Regions from separate parts of the Zea mays genome. Here region 1 is linked to region 2. The links are chromatin contacts, called in public Hi-C maps. All regions are on one chromosome and are shown on one strand. Each heading gives the region's core, a stretch centred on a gene start, on an enhancer-like site or on the middle of the called end of the contact. The rest is flanking DNA. Distances are from core to core; before and after follow the strand shown. Region 1 has its middle 120 kb from the start of LOC100284468. Region 2 holds the start of LOC100382343 (DNA gyrase subunit B mitochondrial).

Region 1 (3,136 bases), core at 152-2,651, 180 kb before region 2:
TTTAAGTCTGTTAAGCCCGTTTTTTTGCACTAAAACGTGCATACCGACCCACTTAGCCCGTTTTTCGGCTAGCTTTTTTCGTGCTAATAATATAAACCATGGAGATAACGAAGGGTCAGATTAGAGATGGCCAAACGGGCCGCCTGGCTCGGTTCGGCCTGGGCCCGGTGAAGCCCGGCCCACAGCGGGCCTAACCGGCTCGGCCAGCTTTTTCCGTGCTAAACGGGCCAGGCCGGTTAGACCCGCTGCGGGCCGGACCCAAAATGGACCGGGCTTCACCGGGTCCGGGCCGGACCGAGCCAGGCGGCCCGTTTGGCCATCTCTAATCTGGCCCTTCGTTATCTCAATGGTTTATATTATATATCAAACTGCTCGCGCTATCACCCGGCCCATGCGCACACATGCATAGTACCCAATTGATCTGGACATGTATGCGTTCTTCCTCTAGATCTTAACTAGCACCACCATGCATGCTGTCTCGATCATTATTTCTTGTATGGTCGAGCCAACGATCGATTCTTGTTTCTTTGGTCGATCTCGGACGTACGTCGTTAAGTTGTGCTCGGATCGGATCTTAGCACCACCACTGCTCAACGATTCCTTCCTTGCTCTTGGCTATGTGCTGGCATTATTATTACTGTGATCTTGGCAGCTAGCTGCCATATCATGCATTGTGGACTTGTGGTATACACATGCTACCTACTACTACTATTAAAAAAATAGGGAATACATATATATATATCTTCCACTTATCTCTTATTGTATGTATATGCATGTGAAACAACTACTTCCTTCCTTCAAAATTGTAGTAACTCATAAATAACATTGCCCAAGTTATTAAATATGCATGTCTCCATAAATATGGAAACATGCACGTATCCTAGCTAGCTAATTCCTTCATAATTTAACATGCCAAGTTATTAAGCTTACTGACATGCATGTTGTGCAAATAAACTCAGATAAAGCTCATGCTGAAACTGACCTTAAAAGTTACTTTTATGTCGCTAATCAAGAACTGCTAAAGACGACAACGACGACCATGAGCTGTGGATCGACTTTGATTTGTGATTATTAGTCACGTTGCTGGGCGCCGAGATCGAGATGTCCGATCCAACAGCAGAGGTGATATGACCATGTTCCTATATAAATATAAACATATGGACGTATCGATCTGTCCAGCTCGCTCCCTCCCTTCCCCGGCCTAGGGCCGCCTATCATCATATGCCCAAAAAAAACACACAGCGAAACGATCATGTGCGCATGCATGCACACAGGGCTCTCCGTTCCGTTTGCCGGCCTCCTGATTGGAGCGATTCCATCCGTCATCTGACACGACCAGGAATATTATGTGCGCGCACACATCTGCTGGATCGCACGGCCCAGACACACCGATCCGCCATGCACCTATATATATCTATCGATGGTCCAGTCCCTAGCTAGCTAACATGCCTACAGTGTAGGCTGATTTATTGATGAGGACCGCGACGTGTGGACGGTCGGACGTCGTTTTCTCAGCAGCAGCCCCCGTACGTTTTTTTTAACCGGGCACGCAGTCCACGGGAGGAATCCATTTCATTTTTTTTGGGTTCTTTTTCTGATACTACTTGACGAAGGTTTAGAATCTTTTTTGTGTGTGTGTGTGTGTGTTGCCGGCCGGCTCACGTACGTCTCGCCATGAGAGCATGCATGAATTATTGGTGCTTTGTTTACTCTCCCGTATCCATTAGAAAATTAAACCCGGGTCACAAGCCAAGAGATCCATTATTCCGTCGCCACCGCTGGTAGTAGTATTATGATTAAACGCTGGACCTTATGATGATTCCAACTTATTGCCCTGCTGCAATCGGGCTGGCTACTGCGGGTTTTGGAATGGATTGGGACATGCCGCATGCTGCTACATCAAATCCTTGGAATCGATCTTGCCGTTCGCCCCCACCCTCCGTACGCCAGAATATAATATATATAAAAAAAGCGATTCTAGTTTCTTCTGCGCCATGCGATTTTGAGTTTGAGCTGGTTCTCGGAGATGGAATATGATCTAAACGTCAAAGAATCAAGCTGCGGAAATATATTTTTCAAGTGGATCTAAACCAATCTCTAGCATCTCTTCTATGATCCTCATTCGCCGTCTCACCTCTCCTATATGTGTACAACTAGCTAAAGCAGCTAACAAGAGAAACTACAAGTTACAACTACACTACTGCTATATTAGCTTGTTAAACAAGAAACTACATGCATGCAAGAAAGTAAGAAAGTAATAAAGAGCAAGTGAGTAGATAGAAAATCAATGGGGGCCAAGATGTGATGCAAAATATGCCCCCCAATGTTTGGTTGCTTGTTGTGGTGAGTCTCCACTTGATGGTTCGCGCACTAATTTTTCTCATACGGGAGGACATAGTGATCAGGCGATTAATGACAGACGATGACATGTCTCCAAATCGTAGAGGAGGTGTGGTCGATACGCTTCTTTTAAAGGGGTTTGTGGTTTAGACCTCGAAACCACCAAATAGACTTTGGAGATTTGGGGGGGGGGGGGGGGTTGTGCGTCGAAACCTGGTTGGAGTTTAGGATGGAAATTGGGGGAGGCATGTGGCATCATCACAAAGCTTGCCTCGAGGCGAAGAAAATTCATGAAGACCTCGTGGTCGTCACATGCACCAATAAAAAATAGATCATTTTTGCCCATGGGGTTAAGTGGTTCAGCCAAAATATCTAACCATCTGTCTCTCTAGCTAGCTTTAGGTTCCCTAGGTCTTGAGAGAGATCTGCATATGAGAGTTTGAGCCCTTCTATCTATGTAATCTTTCATTTGTAGAACTTGGCAAAGGGCATGGCTTTGTTCAAGAATGAAATAAAGAAGTCATCATGGGAAGATGTGAGTTCTTATTTTAGTTGAACCCCCTTCTCTTTTGTTTGGATGGTCTTGGGTTTTCTATAGATTTGGAATCTGTTGGGGTGAATAAAAAATGTGCAAGCACATTAGGAGGACATATCAACCAATTGGTTTGGTTAGATTTCTCTTTAAACACGAAGTTGGGGGTTTTAGGAAAGTTGAGCAACCCTCGATCCGGTTTGGGAGAATCCATGGTTATTGGAGTTGATCTGCTGGGAGCACCTTCTTAACATCCTCTTGTAT
Region 2 (3,089 bases), core at 296-2,795:
CGTCGCCGACAGGTGGGACCACTACTCTAGCCGCTCTGTCGCGCACCTGCTTCTCCTAGGAGAAGGTGTTTGGCTTTAACTCCAGAAAAGATTGTTTTGTGGCTGCCTTAACATTCTTACCTAGGAGGTGGGGCTAGTAGCGCGGTTGGGCGTGCGACGCGCACGATTGTTAGCGTACCGGGTGTGCGAGGCCACAGGAGCTAGGGCGAGGGCAGGGCACGACCGGTTGGGGGCATGGCACAATCGGTCGGGGGCATGGTGCACTAGTGACAACGGGTGGTGCCGGTGCACACATGATGTTGGTGAAGAAACGCGAGAAGGGTATGCTAGGGAAGAAACACGATTAGATGGACGAGAAAAAGAGAAACAAATTATTGTTTTTGTAATCGATGACATCGGTGGGTAAATATTAACACAAACTCAATGTATACATCTATTTTGGAGTGGGTTGGAGCTGGAAAAGAGGTGCTCAAACTCTAGACTAGAGCTTCGATAACTCTATAAAGTTGGGCTGCTCCAAAAATGGTGGAGTTAGGGTGTTTGGCTGGTCCACTCAACTCCAGTCTAAAGTTTAAATTGGAACCATGCCAAACAAGGCTTTAGGTCCTGTTTGCTTCTGCTTGTCGCCTGTTTTTTAGTGTGAAAAGGCAAAAGATAAAACAAAACAATCAGTGCTAATATTTTGGTTTAGCTTTCGAAAAGCTAGAAACTCATAAAAGCTGTGTATATGTGGGCACACGAGAAAACTGATTTTATGGGCTTTCTGTAGCTTCTTGAGCTTAGGAATCTAATAACATCCCTCGAAAAGATATTATTGATTTCTCATGATCAAAAGCCCATCAATAGTTTTTAAGAAAAAGCTCTAAAAACTATAGGTCAAACAAATATGATTTTATAGGGCGACATCCCACCAACCACCAAGGCTCAGGACGTGGATGCTTTAAGGGTCTGGGTTCAGTTGTAGATTCATAAACTATCTGACCCTAGTTGTGAGAAAACTGTTGTTAGTTCACCACTATGAAAATTTTAGATATATTTACTTCAAACAACCGTCAACTATAGATTCTGTAAGTGAATGATAACTTATAACATGGATGACATGAATTTGAAAAAATAGGGTAGATAGTGATTCTAAATTGACTATAAAAAACTATATATTTTTAAAATCTATTCTATTATTATATTTATTTACTTGAGATTTTAGATTTTTAGGAGCGAATGTCGTTCAGAGAGCTGAACCAAAGGTATCCGCGCATTGGGCAGCCTCTAATTCGGCCCACTAAGGTCCACTACTCCACTCCCGCTTCCCCCAGGCCCACAGCAACTGCTCGGCGATTCCTGGCCGTTCCAGCCCATAAACCCTAGCCAGCCGCGAGCGGCTTATGATCAGGCCCACGCACGATATGGTAGCACCAGCCGCCCGATATGGTAAATCCGAGGCGCCATAAACCCTCGGCCTCGACCTCATCCAGTACCCGCACCTCCGCTCAAAACCCCAGCTCTCCTGCCCCGGCTGGTCTCAGCCACAAGTAGGCGGCCGGCAAGCCAAGACCAAGGAGCCCGCGAGCGCGAGGGCTCGCCGACGCGGATGGCGCTACTCCTCCGGCCGATTCCTCCCCCTCCCCGCCTCCGCGCGCTCCTCGGCCGCCTCCTCTCCACTGGCGCCAGTCTATTTCCCTCCCGCATGCTCCCCGCGCCCCGCTCCACCGCCGCCGTCCCTCGGCTCCTGTTTGGGCCCAGGTACGTCCTCCCGCTTCCCAGCACCTCCCATGCTGGAGCTGGAGGGTTAATGATTAAATGATATGCTGCTACCCATCTTCTACTGTAGTGCTGTGGCCGCGGCAGCCACGCGGCGCAATGGGGTCCGGGTGCGTGCGTTCATGGCGTCAACGACGGCGTCTGAGGCGATGCACGAGAAGCAGGTGTCCGCGGAGTACACTGCTGCCAATGTCCAGGTGATTATTGCTGCAATTGAGCCTGCTTTTTTTGGGCCGCAGAGGCCGCTTTTTAATTCAGGCGTGCAAAGAATCCGAGTCATTTTGCCAGATAGTAACTGGATCGTCTGTCAGTAGTGTTGCGCCACAGGCCTAGAGGTGCACAGCCCAGTGTTATTGCTTCCATATATCAATGACGTGTGACACAGTGGTGGAGCTGGTTGATTTTCACACCTAGGGCCAATATGTGATTGTCTAAAACATCCACATCAAGTCAAATAGTGATATAACAAAACCAAAACATATAATTGTAGATGATGTTTCAATTACACACTTAGAAGAACATAGTGGTGAGAACATAAAAGTGGTAAAAAAATCCTAACCATTGAGGATTTGGTTCATTCCTCAAATCATTCATTAACAATAGCATATGAACCTGAAGATATACATACAAGTTAGGCATTGATTGTATAATTGCCATTGGAGCAGGAGAAAAAGGATTTCTATGTATTGTTCATGTGCATGTGAAATTTTACATTTTTTTCTGTAAAAAATTGAGAAAGGCACATGGGAACTGGCATGAGTATTTCTGGATTGTGAAACTCAACATTGAAATATTTGGGATTTAGGAATGGGGAATCTACCTCCTGTTGCTGCCTACTGCCGAGTGCTGCTTGCAGCGTGCCTACCTCTAGATGGTGCCATGTACGACATGCCAGGCCGGTGGTCACACCCTGCTGCTGTGTGTCGTCCATGGCGACGTGCCTTGTTGCTGTTGTGCCCTACCCAGGTTGTGACACCAGGTTGCTTGCTAGCAACCATAGCCTATGGGCTGTGGCTGCCCAACAGCAGGATTGCTTTGATTTGGCGCTCAGCCGACTGCCAAGCCCAAAATCTGGTGAGCCTTGCGCGGCCACTGGCGTGTCTCCTATCTAGGATTCCAAGTATGAATGAGGGGCTAGAGAAGGAAAGTTGGAGAGAAACAGCGTAGAGCAGCACCATTGTTATCACGGCGTTGCCTAGGCGCCGACTAGGCATCCAAGCGCCCGGTTGGGCTCACTGTGGTGCGGCACCTCGCCTGAAGCCGGCAAGGTGGGCACTGCGGCAGGCTCTGCTCTGCTCCGCGCTGTGTGGTGGCTCTGCTCCGCTCAGGCA

The links. Hi-C and Micro-C count contacts between places; a contact is called where the count stands out from the background.
Region 1: a contact with region 2 is called in a Hi-C map of tassel, with 5 times the contacts expected there. The contact joins the enhancer-like site here to the promoter of LOC100382343 in region 2. A contact is called at or near these places in 4 of 25 Hi-C or Micro-C datasets (bundle sheath, ear, leaf and 1 more).

The regions. Positions count from the first base shown.
Region 1 is chr3:42,997,431-43,000,566 of Zm-B73-REFERENCE-NAM-5.0, reverse strand. No RefSeq gene overlaps it. Among protein-coding and RNA genes, the nearest start is that of LOC100284468, 120 kb to the left of the region's middle. Within about 2 kb of position 1,401, at least 15 of the 20 cell types and tissues checked have an H3K27ac peak or open chromatin away from gene starts, as enhancers often do. A contact at or near this core is called in ear, leaf and tassel, where this site is marked.
Region 2 is chr3:42,819,237-42,822,325 of Zm-B73-REFERENCE-NAM-5.0, reverse strand. LOC100382343 (DNA gyrase subunit B mitochondrial) reads left to right here and starts at 1,545. Exons shown (of 21, transcript NM_001175090.1): 1 at 1,545-1,740; 2 at 1,829-1,955. The coding sequence starts at 1,589.